Regions from separate parts of the Sus scrofa genome. Here region 1 is linked to region 2. The links are chromatin contacts, called in public Hi-C maps. All regions are on one chromosome and are shown on one strand. The core of a region is the stretch at or near the end of the contact, and the rest is flanking DNA. Distances in the headings are between cores, read along the strand shown. Region 1 overlaps REEP3 (receptor expression-enhancing protein 3). Region 2 overlaps JMJD1C (probable JmjC domain-containing histone demethylation protein 2C).

Region 1 (3,531 bases), core at 733-3,232, 390 kb before region 2:
TTATTTTAATGTATAAATCCTGAATATAGGATGTTAGGAAAAAAAGTTGATATATTAGCATAATTTGTCTTGGGATACTTGAAGTCTACATGACTAAAAATACACTTGTGGTCTTTTCTTCACTTTGTATTTTAGTGACCCATACCGCACCTGAGGAGAGAAATTTTGTGTTATTATTACAAATTAGACTTTGAAATTAAATAGGATGGAGTAGTTCATAATCATAGGAATTATTTAACTTTTCTGATACAAAGAATTATCTTATATGTATGTACTCAAAAGACAGCACTACCCATATACTAAAAAATGTTGTTGCTATCATGTTGGATATATGCACAGATTGTTATCACTAATAACAAATAAAAATATTAGCTGTCATTATTTATGCTTTGCTTGGTACATGTCAATGAACATTGCTTACAATGATCTGAGGCCATTTATTGGGATCCTCTACTGCTTTCTGGGGACAAAGACAATATATTTTTATTGATACACTTTTACTATTTAATCCTTATAGAGAGTTGGTTCAGAAAAAAAACTATGTAGTTAATACTGTTTTCTTTGCTTATGCATAGGTACTCATGATAACCGTATGATTTTGCTATGTGAGAATACCATTTTCCACTGATAGTGGAAGACTAGGAATTTACCATTTTCTAAATTTCCAGAGATCCTAATCCATCTGATCTGAATAAAGAATTTTAAATATAACCGATGCTCTATCTTTCTAATCCTTCATTGATGGATCATTAATATCCTGAATTATCATGCAACAGGGAAATCCCTTAATAGTAATCATTAGGAAAACAATCCTATACTGCACTCACCTCTTTTCGGCCTTTCACGGCTTTCACAGATTTCATGCTTTGTGATCTTCGTAGCCCTTTGTGTGTTAACATCTCATCATCTGAATATGGCCTATCCGCTTCTTCATCTGTTTTCTCATCTCCATCTCTCAGTGGAATTCCATAACCTAGGGGAGTTGTCAAAACCAGCATGTTTTAGTGAAAGGATGCCAGTCAGCACTGCCTCTTCACTCTGCTGGCAGTTCTCTGCACAGTCTGCATTTGCTTGCTCACTCCTCTTCCTTTCTCATCTGAAATGCCTTGCCTGCCCTTCCCCATTCATCTTTGCTCCTTATACCATTCTAGATGAGGCTTATAACTCATTTCTTCCAGGAAGCTTTCCCTGACCATTCCTATTGTTACTCTGCATTTTTTTCAGAATAATTAAAAACAATTTATTTTTGAGCAGGTTAACACGTTTATGGATTTATTTAAAGAATATAAATAGTTAGTGAAAAATCTCTCTCTGCCCTTTCTCCTTTACATGAATTCTAAACAACCTAAGCAATCGTGTGTTTTGATGTGTTATTGGTACTTTGGACTTTAATTCAGAATTCTTATTTATTTATTTATTGCTTTTTAGGGCCACACCTGCAGCATAAGGAAGTTCTCAGGTTAGGGGTTAAATTGGAGCTGAAGCAGCCAGCCTACACCACAGCCACAGCAACTCGAGATTCCAGCTGGTCTGTGACCTACACCACAGCTCATGGCAACGCCAGATCCCTAACACACTGAGCGAGGCCAGGGATCAAACCCGCACCCTCATGGATACTAGTCAGGTTTGTAACCTGCTGAGCTACAACAAGAACTCCCTAATTAGGAATTCTAAGAGTCCCTCTCACTGCCACGTATCAAATCTTTTGTCAAGACCAGAAATGATAGGGTGAACCTAAGGAGACCCAAAAGGGCTAGAACCTTGGGCAAGAAAAATCCATTGGAGACAAATGATGGAGAGGTTAAATCAACACTGTTTCAGCTGCTGAGGTAAAACCTAGCCAGTCAGGCTACAGTAATTTGAAACACCACAGGCTATGATGACTTATGTTAGTCAAAGAAAACAGCCAGCATCAGGAAGTTCGGTAAGAGGTCATGAGGGTTTGCTAACAGGCTGCTATGTGTAACTACAAAGACTTAACATTGGTCAGTATGCAAACATCCAGGCAGTCAGGCTGGTCAGGAAGTCTGAGAACATCCTGAGGCTGGAATCCAGAGATAAGAATGCTCCCATTCCTGAAGCTTCCCATTCCTGAAGCACTCTCAAACTTTATCTTCGAGTTTATTAGCACAAACTTATTAGCACATGTAGGAGTCACCTGGAGAACTTATTTATAAACACACTGCTATACCTGGGGTGGGGCTGAGAATCTACATTTCTAACAAGTTCCCAGGTGATGCTTATGCTACTGGTCCAGAGCCTAAACCCAGGAGCACGTACTCCCTGGATGGAGCAAGAGAGGGACCCACGTCTAAGGCAACCAGAGTACTAGGCAGGTTATAAAGACAGGGGTGAGGTTACAAGGGCCCATTACGTTTCAAATTCTCCTTTAATAAAGGTAAGGTTTATAGATACCTACATCTTTAGTTGAGAAAAAGTAGGTTTTCAGGCTCAGGAAAGGGTAAGGGATGGGCTTCTTGCATGTGAAGAAAAGTGTACTGAATAAATGTTTATTAATCTGCTCTCATGGGACATGAATAACTTCAGTTTCACTAAGCAAACCGGGAAGAGTTGTTATTAAGCTTCCTGGTCTCATACTAAGATAAACATCTTTAATTGTATATTAAGGAAGTACAATTTTATGCTGCCAGACTTCTGGGCTAGAACTTAGGAAGGATTTGGAAGTAGAATCAATCATTATATAGGCCAAGATCTTTTGCTTCCCTGCAGCAGTCAAAGTGCATTCTAGGTAGAAGAGACAGCACATGCAAAGGCACTAGGGCACCAGGGAACATAACTGTGGAAGAGATGTGAGGAGGCCAGTGTGGCTGCAACATTAAGTGGGAAAAAGATATATATGTATGTGTGAAACCGTCATATCTGTTGAAAGCAGGCTTTTTGGTGGTTTTAAATTTCTTCATTTTTCCTTAAAAAAAAAAAATGTGCTGGAGGTTCCTGTGTGATGCAGCAGGTTAAGGGTCTGGCACTGCCACAGCTATAGTATAGGCCGCAACTACTGTGGGAGTTTGATCCTTGGCCTGGGAAATTTCACATGCCATGGGTATGGCATTATTTCATCTCATCTCATCTCATCCCATTCCATCTCAACTCATCTCATTTCTTTTTCGGCTGCACCTGTAGCATATGCACCTGTTCCCGGGCCAGGGATAGAATCCAAGCCAGAGCTGCGACCTACGACCTGCACCACAGCTGCAGCAATGCCAGACCCTTAACCTGCTATGCTGGGATCAAATCAGAGCCTCCATAGAGAGAAGCCAGATTGTTAACCCACTGCACCACAGCAGGAACTCTCCATATTTTTATTTAAAAAAACTATACTAATTCTATAATTGGGGGAAATAGAAAAAAAATTTAGATTGCCATTTCTAGATTTTTCTCTATTACTGTTGCTTATATAATATTTCTAATTCCAATATAGTAAAACACAGAATAAGGAATCAAGGAAATAAGGAATCAAGGAAAGGAAGCAACTGTGATCAAAAAGTTCTCTAAGGCCACAGATGAAGCATA
Region 2 (3,579 bases), core at 575-3,074:
CTTCCAGTGCAGAACCTCATCGGCCTCTTAAAATTACAGCACATTCCAGTCCACCATTGACAAAAAGTTTAGTTGATCATCATAAAGAGTAAGTTCACCAATGCTTAAAACTTGTCTTTTTCTTAATTCACCTTATAAACAGATGGTTTAAAGTTAACAAATGTCTTAAAATTAGGCTTAATAAGTGCAATTATTTTTTTTGATATCCCTTCTAATTTTCTTAATAATATGCAAAGTCTTGTTTCACTTTCATGATAGAATAAAAATGTATGAAGCTATATTTTGTATCATACAAGAAAAAGTGTTTACAGAAACTTTTGTGTATTTTCTTTCCAGAGAATTAGAGAGGAAAGCATTTATTGAACCGTTACGTTCTGTTGCATCCACATCAGCAAAAAATGACCTCGATATAAATAGGTCACAGACTGGAAAAGATAGTCATTTGCACAGGCATTTTGTGGATCCTGTATTGAATCAATTACAGAGACCACCCCAGGAGACTGGAGAGAGAGTAAACAAATATAAAGAGGAACACCGTCGAATTCTTCAAGAAAGTATTGATGTTGCTCCATTTACAACCAAAATCAAGGGGCTTGAGGGTGAGAGAGATAATTATTCCAGAGTTGCACCATCATCTTCTAGCCCTAAAAGCCATGCCATCAAACAAGACAAAGATGTAGAATGTTCAGTATCAGATCTTTATAAAATGAAGCACTCAGTGCCTCAGAGTTTGCCCCAAAGTAACTATTTCACTACATTGTCAAATACTGTAGTCAATGAACCACCAAGGTCATACCCATCCAAAGAAGTTTCAAATATTTACACTGAAAAACAAAGTAATACCCTTGTAGCAGGAGCCAGTCCTCAAACTCTGACTTCATTTATATCATCTCTTTCAAAGCCCCCACCTTTGATTAAACACCAACCAGAAAATGAAGGTTTAGTAGGCAAGTTGCCAGAACACCTTCCCCATCAGATTGCTTCTCACTCAGTAACAACTTTCAGAAATGATCGTAGGAGCCCTACTCATTTGACAGTTTCTTCTACAAATACACTCCGGAGTATGCCTGCTTTACATAGAGCACCAGTATTTCACCCACCAATCCATCACAGTCTGGAAAGAAAGGAAAGCAGCTATAGTAGCCTCTCCCCTCCAACGTTAACTCCAGTGATGCCTGTAAATGCTGGTGGGAAAGTTCAGGAATCACAAAAGCCTCCAACTCTGATTCCTGAGCCAAAAGACACTCAGGCAAATTTTAAGAGTTCTTCTGAACAGGGTTTGACAGAAATGTGGAAATCTAATAATAACCTCAGCAGAGAGAAAGCTGAATGGCATGTGGAGAAAAGCAGTGGAAAGTCACAGGCTGCTATGGCATCTGTCATCGTACGTCCACCTTCTAGTGCAAAACTTGATAGTGTGCCAGCAATGCAGTTAGCTTCCAAAGATCGAGTTAGTGAAAGATCTTCAAATGGGGCAAATCAAACAGATTGCCTCAAACCAGCAGAAGCTGGAGAGACTGGAAGAATCATTCTGCCAAGTGTGAATTCAGACAGTGCTCACATAAAATCCGAAAAAAACTTTCAGGCTGTCTCACGGGGCAGTGTTCCCAGTTCAGTCATGTCTGCTGTAAATACAATGTGTAGTACCAAAACGGATATAGTCACATCTGTTGCTGCTACTACCAGTGTTTCCAGCTGGGGTGGTTCAGAAATAATTTACTCTTTATCAAATACCATTTTGGCCTCTAAATCCTTAGAATGTACCTCTTCAAAAACTGTTAGTCATTCAGTGGCTCAAACACAAGAATGTAGGGTCAGCACCACAGCTCCAGTTACACCAGCTAGTAGTAAGACAGGAAGTGCCCTTCAGCCCAGCTCTGGGTTCTCAGGCACAACTGATTTTATCCATTTAAAAAAGCACAAGGCAGCACTGGCTGCGGCTCAATATAAAAGTAGTAATGTCAGTGAGACTGAGCCTAATGCTGTGAAAAATCAGACATCTTCAGCCTCCCCTCTCTTGGATAGCACTGTAGTCTGTAGTACAATAAACAAAGCAAACTCTGTAGGAAATGGGCAAGCATCCCAGACAAGTCAGCCAAACTACCATACTAAACTGAAAAAGGCCTGGCTTACAAGACATTCAGAAGAAGATAAAAATACTAATAAAATGGAAAATTCAGGGAATTCTGTATCAGAAATTATTAAGCCATGTTCTGTAAATTTAATAGCCTCTACATCTAATGATGTACAAAATAGTGTAGATAGTAAGATCATAGTTGATAAATATGTAAAAGATGATAAAGTCAGGAGAAAAGCCAAAAGAACTTACGAATCTGGCTCTGAGAGTGGAGATTCAGATGAAAGTGAAAGTAAATCAGAGCAAAGGACTAAAAGGCAACCTAAGCCCACTTACAAAAAGAAGCAAAATGATCTTCAGAAGAGAAAAGGTGAAATAGAAGAAGATTTAAAACCCAATGGGGTTCTCAGCAGGAGTGCCAAAGAAAAAAGTAAATTGAAGTTGCAGAGCAACAATAATAGTGGTAAGTAAATTGATTACTTTGTTATCTCAGGTAAAAGGGGCTGTACATTCTTGCAATAAAGTAGTGAGTTTAAAGACATCTTTGACTTTATTTGCATGCTCTAAAAGTAGTGAGTTTAAAGACATCTTTGACTTTATTTGTATGCTCTAGTGTTATGTATGTGCTCACTGACTTCATTTCTACATTTCACAAATACCCTGTAAGAGGAAATGAAAGAAGACCTGTCTCTCCATTTTTAAAAAACTTGTAAGAATATATTTGACTTATATAAGTAGCACTTGTATTGGAAAAACCCAATGTGTAATCTGATCGTTGTTACTAGTAGTGGTAGTAACTTTATTTCCAGAAACTGTCAAAATGCAATTATAACTGTAACACCAGAAGTGGATTTCTAATACAGGCATACCTTGTTTTACTGTGCTTTGCAGATACTGTCTTTTCTTTAAAAAAAAAAAAAAAAATTTTTTTTTAACTGAAGGTTTGTGACATCCTGTATCAAGAAAGTATCTCACCATTTTCCAATAGCATTTGTTCCCTTTGTGTCTCTGTTGTATTTTGGTAATACAGGTTTTTCCATTGTTATTATTATATTTGTTATGGTGATCTGTAATCCGTGATCTTTGGTGTTACTATTGGAAAAAGATTATAACTCACTAAAGGCTCAGATGATGGATAGCATTTTTTTACAATACAGTATTTTAAGATAGGTACATTTAAAAAAATAATACTGTTGCACACAATGGATTGCAGTGTAGTATAAATATAACTTATGTGCTACTGGGAAACCGGAAAATTTGTGTGACTTCACTTTATTGTGGTGGTCTGAAACCAAATCCTCACTGTGTCCTAGGTGTGCCTGTGTTAGGTATTTACCTATAACAAGGGAGAGTTGAAAAAAAAATTCTGTTTACAAAAACTTCCTTCAAGTTACACTTTTAAAAGAGAAGTTCTTCTAAGTAGTGGGATGTTCATCCTTCTCTCACCTGGAGACAAAAACTGAAAACTTAGTTACCTTCTATTTAATTAATACCACTACTCA

Evidence for each region. A called contact is a pair of places that touch in the nucleus more often than the background predicts.
Region 1: a Hi-C map of embryonic fibroblasts shows a contact between it and region 2, with 2.3 times the contacts expected there. The contact joins two enhancer-like sites. A contact is called at or near these places in 1 of 5 promoter capture datasets (liver), 2 of 47 Hi-C or Micro-C datasets (embryonic fibroblasts and fetal liver) and 2 of 2 datasets of contacts at active chromatin or transcription factors (alveolar macrophages and skeletal muscle).

Annotation. Positions count from the first base shown.
Region 1 is chr14:67,064,317-67,067,847 of Sscrofa11.1, reverse strand. It overlaps REEP3 (receptor expression-enhancing protein 3), which reads right to left. Exons shown (of 8, transcript XM_001925659.6): 7 at 828-973; 8 at 1-150. The coding sequence ends at 94. Among named protein-coding and RNA genes, the nearest start is that of JMJD1C, 99 kb to the right of the region's middle. Within about 2 kb of position 1,982, at least 12 of the 83 cell types and tissues checked have an H3K27ac peak or open chromatin away from gene starts, as enhancers often do. A contact at or near this core is called in embryonic fibroblasts, where this site is marked.
Region 2 is chr14:66,674,981-66,678,559 of Sscrofa11.1, reverse strand. It overlaps JMJD1C (probable JmjC domain-containing histone demethylation protein 2C), which reads left to right. Exons shown (of 26, transcript XM_021073644.1): 9 at 1-88; 10 at 337-2,540. Among named protein-coding and RNA genes, the nearest start is that of NRBF2, 86 kb to the right of the region's middle. Within about 2 kb of position 1,824, at least 39 of the 83 cell types and tissues checked have an H3K27ac peak or open chromatin away from gene starts, as enhancers often do. A contact at or near this core is called in embryonic fibroblasts, where this site is marked.